Regions from separate parts of the Sus scrofa genome. Here region 2 is linked to region 1. Evidence: chromatin contacts called from public HiChIP or PLAC-seq data. All regions are on one chromosome and are shown on one strand. The core of a region is the stretch at or near the end of the contact, and the rest is flanking DNA. Distances in the headings are between cores, read along the strand shown. Region 1 holds the start of CMTM6 (CKLF-like MARVEL transmembrane domain-containing protein 6). Region 2 holds the start of DYNC1LI1 (cytoplasmic dynein 1 light intermediate chain 1).

The links. HiChIP or PLAC-seq counts read pairs in DNA pulled down with a chosen protein or histone mark.
Region 2: a contact with region 1 is called in an H3K27ac HiChIP or PLAC-seq map of alveolar macrophages. The contact joins the promoter of DYNC1LI1 here to the promoter of CMTM6 in region 1. A contact is called at or near these places in 4 of 47 Hi-C or Micro-C datasets (alveolar macrophages, blood, heart right ventricle and 1 more) and 2 of 2 datasets of contacts at active chromatin or transcription factors (alveolar macrophages and skeletal muscle).

What each region holds. Positions count from the first base shown.
Region 1 is chr13:18,483,650-18,487,317 of Sscrofa11.1, reverse strand. CMTM6 (CKLF-like MARVEL transmembrane domain-containing protein 6) reads left to right here and starts at 1,778. Exons shown (of 6, transcript XM_021071540.1): 1 at 1,778-2,005. The coding sequence starts at 1,868.
Region 2 is chr13:18,556,299-18,559,966 of Sscrofa11.1, reverse strand. DYNC1LI1 (cytoplasmic dynein 1 light intermediate chain 1) reads left to right here and starts at 1,910. Exons shown (of 13, transcript XM_021071542.1): 1 at 1,910-2,147; 2 at 2,342-2,415. The coding sequence starts at 2,002.

The sequences.
Region 1 (3,668 bases), core at 529-3,028:
TATTTATTTGAATGGAACCTTTTGTTTTGTTACTAGGGGGAAAAAAAGGGAAGTTTGGGGCTGTGGAGAACAGAAGATAAATGTGGAAACAGAGGGCAGCAGTAACCCCTTCCCTCCTCCATGGGTCTTGAGGCCCTAATGGATAGCCGGTTTGAGGTTTGCTGGGCTAGCGGTTAGCAAGGCCATGAGTCAGACTGCCTAGGCCTACATTCCAGTTGCCCCTGGGTGTTTGACCTTGGATGTTATCCTTGGCCTCTTGGCCTTATTTCCAAACTGAATTTGAGTCTGCTTACCCACTGCATAGCAAAGCCAGCTGACTGACACCCAGTCATAGTGATGGAAAGTACAGCATTTATTGCATAGCCCAGCAAAGAGCATGAATGGCTAGTATTCAAAAGATCAGAACTTCTCGATGGTTTTCTGGGGAGGGCTCTAAAGGCAACATTTGGGGTGAGAGTTGAAGGGGGCGTGACTTACTTCTGATTGGTTGATGGTACTGTAACAACCTTCAGGTTTCAAAAATCTTCATCACCCACCTTCTGGTTCCAACCAGAAGTGTGGCGTCTATGTGCTTGTTGTCAGCATGTAGCTACTATTCTTCACCTGAGTGGGGGGACTTGGTTCCTGCAGAACAACTCAAAATCTGTGTCAGATGTTATGTGCATCCCCTGAGGAGGAGCTAGGACTCTATTCACTGAACTGTTGTTTCTTGCTTTTCTTTCTGCATTCCTCACTTCTCTAATTAGTAACCGCTTGACTCTGCTCTTTGGAGCTCAGGAAAGGCCTAGGAGACTAAAGCCTTTTTCTACAGGCAAGAAACAAGGGGACACAGATGGGCCTTTGTACCTGGAAGGGCTTGGTTTAAGCCTTAGTTTTCTCATCTGTAAAACTTATGACAGTACCTACATTACGTTGTTTTGGAGAAATATGTGTGCCTGGCATATGACTGGATCAACTTCAGTAGATAAAATATAATTACTTTTTTTTTTCAGGGCTGCACCCACGGCACATGGAGGTTCCCAGGCTAGGGCTTCAATAGCAGCTGTAGCTACTGGCCTACACCACAGCCACAGCAATGAGGGATCTGAGCCATGACTGTGACCAACACCATGACTCATAGCAACATAGCAACGCTGGATCCTTAACCCACTGAGCTAGGCCAGGGATCGAATCTGTATCCTCGTGGATACTAGTCAGGTTTTTTTCTGCTGAGCCACAACAAGAACTCCTAATTGATAAGTCTAAGTTCACCAAAATTAACATGTGATCGTAGCAGCTGGTGAACAAGAAAGAGACAAGTAAATTGAACAATTTTGACAAGTAAGCCTAAAACCTCAGAGAGAAGCAGGAGAGAGCTTCCTTAAAATACTTCCAGACAGCCCATAGCATTTAAAATGAAATCCAATTTTTCCCTTGCTGTGCAAGCCCCCTGCATTATCTGGTCTCTGACTACATCTTCAGCTTCACCTACTTCTCCCTTACTTAACCTAGCCACACTAGCCCTTTCAAACTGCGCCGAACTCGTTCAGTCCTCAGGAATTTTGCACCTGCGGTTCCCCTTCTTTGAGTCTCTCCAAGTCGTTATAAGTCTCGATGCGTAAGGCCTCGCGGCAGGGGGCGGGACTAGAGTGAGGCGGAGGCGGGGCCGAGCGGAGGCGGGGCCGAGCGGAGGCGGGGCCGAGCGGAGGCGGGGCCGAGCGGAGGCGGGGCCGAGCGGAGGCGGGGCCGAGCGGAGGCGGGGCCGAGCGGAGGCGGGACCGGGGCGGGGTCGGCCGGAAGCGGGCGGAGGCCCAGGAAGTGACGGCCTTCGCGGAGTCCGCCGAGACTGAGACGCCAGCAGCTCTCTTGCGTCCCTGGGCCCTGGGCGATGGAGAACGGAGCGGTCTACAGCCCCACCACAGAGGCGCACCCAGCCCCCTCCAGAGGCGCCCGGAGAGGCCTCTCCAGCTACTTCACCTTAAAGCGGCTCAAGGGGCCCTTGCGAATCCTCAAATTTATGCAGCTGGTGAGTCTGCGGGCTGGGCGGGAGAGAGGAGGTTGCGGAGCCGCCCTCAACCTGGCTGTTGGAAGGGGCAGTTTCCACACCCCCAGTGACTTCCCCCTCTGCCTGGGAAGGGGCTGTTTCCTTCCGGGCTCCCCCTTCCCACCGGCCCCCTCCTCTCCTGGTACGTCCGGGTTGAGTTCCCGGTGGCGACCTAGGACCCCTCAGTGTGTTTGGCGGGCGCAGGAAGTGCGTGGGGGAGACCCAGGTCGTCCACGCAGACTTTCAACTTCCATAGCGACTTTCATCGCTTCTCCCAGCTATTACTCTGGGAACATTATCTCCCGAAGTCCTCATATTTAGGAAATGAAATGCTTTTTTTTATCTTTCTCTGGTTTTTGCGGTTTTCCTGGTGCGCGCCGATGGGGGCAGTTTAATTTGTTGGACAGAGTCTTTGGATACTGCGCATGGTGTTGAGATGTGTGTGTCCTAAATTGTCTCCAAATAGTTATATATTGGCTGGAAAAGAATTGTTCCTGAATAAGCAATATGTGTGTACTAAATACAAAGTCAAAAGGACAACCTTTTTTTGGTGTGTTTGTACGCAGGTAGCAGTGCCAGGGCACGGTGTACTTCTTTTTCAGTTTCATTGAATTTCAGTTTATTTTAGGCTTTGGTTAAGGACCTTAAACCTATTAGTGAAAATATCAAAACATCTCTGAGGTTTAAATTTTAATTCAAGTCACACACACATCGTTGCTGTTTTAAGCAATGATGAATAACATTTTCTGCCAGAGGGAAAATCAGACTGTTTAGCATTTCTAGTTTATGGGTTGGTTTGGTTTGTTTAACCATCCCACGTGAAAATAGCCAGTTGGTTTCCTTCGGAAGAAATTAAGTTCTTAGAACTCAGATAACCAGAATTTATATTCTTAGAACTCATATGACCTACTTTTATTGTATAGAAGAATAGCAGTGGGAAAACTAATGCTACTTTTTAGCCACTTCTGGGAATAATTAGGAAATCACGTGGAGGCAAGTGACAGGCCTATGGAACTTAGGAGGGTCTGGCTCTACTTTTAGTTCCAAACTGGCAAGCTTTCTGTTCTTAGCAGGTTCAGTTTCCTTTCTGCCATTGTTCCTTTGCATGGATCCTTCTTTCTACCCAGAAGGGCTTCCTTCTGCCCTTCCTCTTGTCAGTTCTCACATGACTTTTAGATACAAGCTATATTTGTCTGCCTTAGAGCTAAAATGTTTCTAAATAGTAGAACTCTTTAGAACAGAAAAGAATAAATATTCATCTGAAGTACTCTTGGTGCTCAGAAGACATATCAATATTGGTCTCTTGTACATTAAATTTCTTTTAGGTTGCCATTATATTTCCTTTCTAATCAGAACTGGCAAATCTAAAGTAAAATTTCTCATTACCTTTGTTATTATAGTTTAATAAACCAAAGTTCCATATCTTTATAATAGAATACAACCAAAAGTGGGGTAGTGGACTTTTTTTTTTTTTTTTTTGGTCTTTTTGCCTTTTCTTGGGCTGCTCTCACAGCATATGGGGGTTCCCAGGCTAGGGGTCGAATCGGATAGCCGCCAGCTTACGCCACAGCCACAGCAACAGGGGATCTGAGCCGCATCTGCGGCCTACACCACAGCTCACGGCAAAGCTGCATCCTTAACCCAC
Region 2 (3,668 bases), core at 661-3,160, 73 kb before region 1:
CCAAAAGGTCAAGAAAGACAATGAAATTAATTCCCATTGCGGCTCAGCAGTAATGAAGCTGACTAGTATCCATGAGGATGCAGGTTTGATCCCTGGCCCCACTCATGGGGTTAAGGATCTGGTGTTGCTGTTAGCTGTGGTGTAGGTTGCAGATGTGGCTTGGATCCTGTGTGGCTGTGGCTGTGGCTGTGATGCAGGCCAGCAGCTGCGCTCCAATTAGACCCCTAGCCTGGGAACTTCCATATGCCACACATGTGGCCCTAAAAGAAAAAAAAAAGAAGAAAAAAGAAAGAAAGACATGGAAGGCCAATTTACCATTGGATTTAGCAACAAGGAGATCACTGACAACAATGATAAGGGCAGTTTCTGTGGTGTCATGGGGTAAAAGTCTGAAGTGGGTTCTAAGGGCAAAGGGGAAGAAGAAGACAGTATATGAAGACAACTATTTTAAAGAATTTTTCTATAAAAGAGTGGAAAGAAATGTAGCCAGAGTTGGTGAGGGAGTAGGGTTAAGATAAATTGATCAAATGAAAATCAGTAAATGATTATACAGAGAAAGAAGAAGAAAAAATTTTGGAGCAATGTCCTTGAGTGGAGGAGAGGAGTTGGAATCTAGCGCAGAAGTGGAGAGATTATTGTAAGATTTGGTGAAAGAATACAGATTATTCTTCTATGATAATTGGCAGGATAATTGACAGTACAGATACTGGAAGGAGGTTTATGTGTTAGGGGAAATCTGTGGAAGTTCTAAAGGCCTCCAAGTAGAAAACACATACATGCATACACAGGAAAGGATTAGGAATCAGAACAGCTTTGGATTTCTCAATGCTAACACAAAATCTAGAAGACAAGGGATCACGGCTTTGAAAAACCAAAGGGAAGATAATCTGCAACCTAAGAATTTTATACCTAGCCAAACTATCACTAAGTGAGCATAGTCTACATGCATTTCTGACAGGGTGAGCTGGATATCTTCTGTTTGGCCTTCCAGATCCACTCTCCATCCTTCTCTTTCCTTCTTTGTGCTCGGGAGGGTAGACCTGTACAGATTGCTTTGCTTGAGTTCTCTTGCCCTCTAGCTTCTGGTGGGTTTGGCAGATGTGAGATACTGTAGGATACCAGGGAGCAGAAGAGAGAGAGGTCAGTGCTGTGTTCATTTACTGTAAAGACATAGATCTTGCTGATCAACACTTCTATAGCTGCAGCTCTCTGGATTTTAGTAATCACTCCTTCCTTTTACCCCTTCAGGCCTCAATCTTCCTGTTGTTGCTAGCCTCAACTCTTAGTATCATTCACACCTTTGTAACCAGTTCCTTCTTGAAGCTTTCCTCTGGCTCCCACTTAAGAATGCCTTTTTTTCCCCCCTTGGCTGGACCTTGACTGAATGACTACATAGATTTCCAAAAATGTAGCCATACACTTTATCTCATAAAACCATTGAAGAAAATTCTCCCCTAAAATAAAAAAAGAAGATGACACAGGAATGAGGCAAAGAGAATCCTCAGAAGAATGGTGAAAGGAGATTCCAAGATGACAGCTGTGTATTAGGTACACAACAAGCGATTCTAATTTGAGCTGGAGGGAAGGCAATGACAGTGCAGGAATTCCACACCCGCCGCGGGGTTTGCGTTTGCGTTTGCGGACCAACTGATGAGTGGGAGGGAGCATTGTTCCTCTGACACACCTCAACGCACCCCGGCTGCAGCCCAGGGCTGAGGGCGGGGTAGAGGGAAGAGCTTCAACTCGCTGAGCTCAGGAGGACAGGCGCTGCAGCGGAGCGGCCCGCCAGGCCACTCGCGCACGCGCATCCCCGCCGCACCCCGCCAGCCTATAGCGCACGCGCAGTCCGCCCTCGCTCGCTCAGGCAATCCCCCCAGGGCCAGGGCCCCACCCCCGCAGGCCCCGCCCCGCTCCCAAGCGCGGAGCGCTCCATATCCGGGTTCCCGCCGCTGCCGCCTCGCTCATTCAGCTTTGCCGGGAGTGGTGTGATCCCCGACCAAGATGGCGGCCGTCGGGCGAGTCGGCTCCTTTGGCTCCTCTCCGCCGGGATTAGTCTCGACCTATACTGGCGGCCCCTTGGCTAACGAGCTAACGTCGGGAAACGGCGGGGCCGCGACAGGCGACGACGAGGACGGGCAGAACCTTTGGTAAGGACCGCAGCCCTCCCTGGTCCCCGCTGGCACCCTCGGCCCTGCGGACGCCCCAGGGTCTCGTGCCCGCCGGAGCTCGGCGCCCACCCAGGCCGCGGCTTTCTCGGCAGCTCCCGCCCCGGCGCACTGAGCCCGGGGCCGTTCCTCCCTCGCCAGACCCCGGCCTGAGTGTGCTGTTTGCTCTCCACCAGGTCCTGCATCCTCAGCGAGGTCTCCACCCGCTCGCGCTCCAAGCTCCCCGCGGGGAAGAACGTACTGCTGCTGGGTAAGTGCCCCCCACGCCACTCTTGCTCCGCTCTGCGCGCCCCCACCACGGCCTGGGTACGGGTCCGAGTCTGCTCGCCGCTCCTTGGCTCGCTTTGTGCGGACTGCCGGGCCTGGCTCCACCCGCGCGGGGCCGGTCCTTGACAGCTGGGGGAGGAGGAAACCAGGGACCCCTGCCCCGGGACCTGCGAGGACTCGCCCTCCACTAGGTGTGCGTGGGTGGCCCTGACAGCCTCCCCTGAGAAGGACAATGCCGTTAACCCATCTGAAAGATCCGAGTGGCTTGGGGTTTACCTAGAAAATAAAGACGGTTTTTCTTTCATAACAAAATTTAGTAGCAGGACACTTTCTGCAAGAGCTCCAGTGCAAATGGCATGCTATCAATATTTAATTGCTGGCTCTTTGTATAATTAACAGAGAAACTAGAAATGAGCCCTTGTAGTCATGACAAATGTTCTTACTTGATTCAGCTTTTATTGGTACAATGGGCTCGTGTTATAGCTGCCTTTTCAACTGTCACTTAAAATTCCGAAATTCGTAAAGGGCAGTAAACACCTTGCTAGTTCAGTCCCTTTAGCCAGATAGATGTAATAAGGAGAAATATCTCAAATCTCCTGATGGTTCTATATCACCTTTGCTCTCTGGAAGTTGTATGTATTTTGTTTCTTTACTGATTCTGGGGGTGGATGTGGAAGACAGGGAGAACAATTCACAGGTCCACATTTTTGCAGGCTTAGCTTCAAAGTCATTTAGAGGAGAGATTTCATTTCCTTTAGATGTGAAGTTTTGAAGTTTGGCCTATAAAATGATGGTTGAATTGTAAAAATTTGATATTGATGTCTCAAGACATTTTATGTACATTTAAACACGGAACAGGAAACAAAGACGTCAAATGCCACTTGTCAGTGTCCACTTTTAATGGGAATGCTTACTTTTTTTTCATGAACAGCCGCCATCTACAATATATGATTCTTGACGTTTAAGTTAATGGATCTAGTTGAAAAATTGGTGTTAACCTTGGTTTTTTTAAGTTTTTAAATGTTTTTTATTTTAAAAATTTTATAGGAGTATGGTTGACTTAGACTGTTGTGTTAACTTCAGGTGTAACCTTTGTTTTTAATGTGATTGAAAGTACCAAAGGCACACTGACATGGGTTCACTCATGGCCATGTCATATACTAGTCCTCTGATCTTATGGAAGTTCTTTGACTTCTGGTGACCCTCAATTTCTTCATCTTTAAAATGAATGTTATA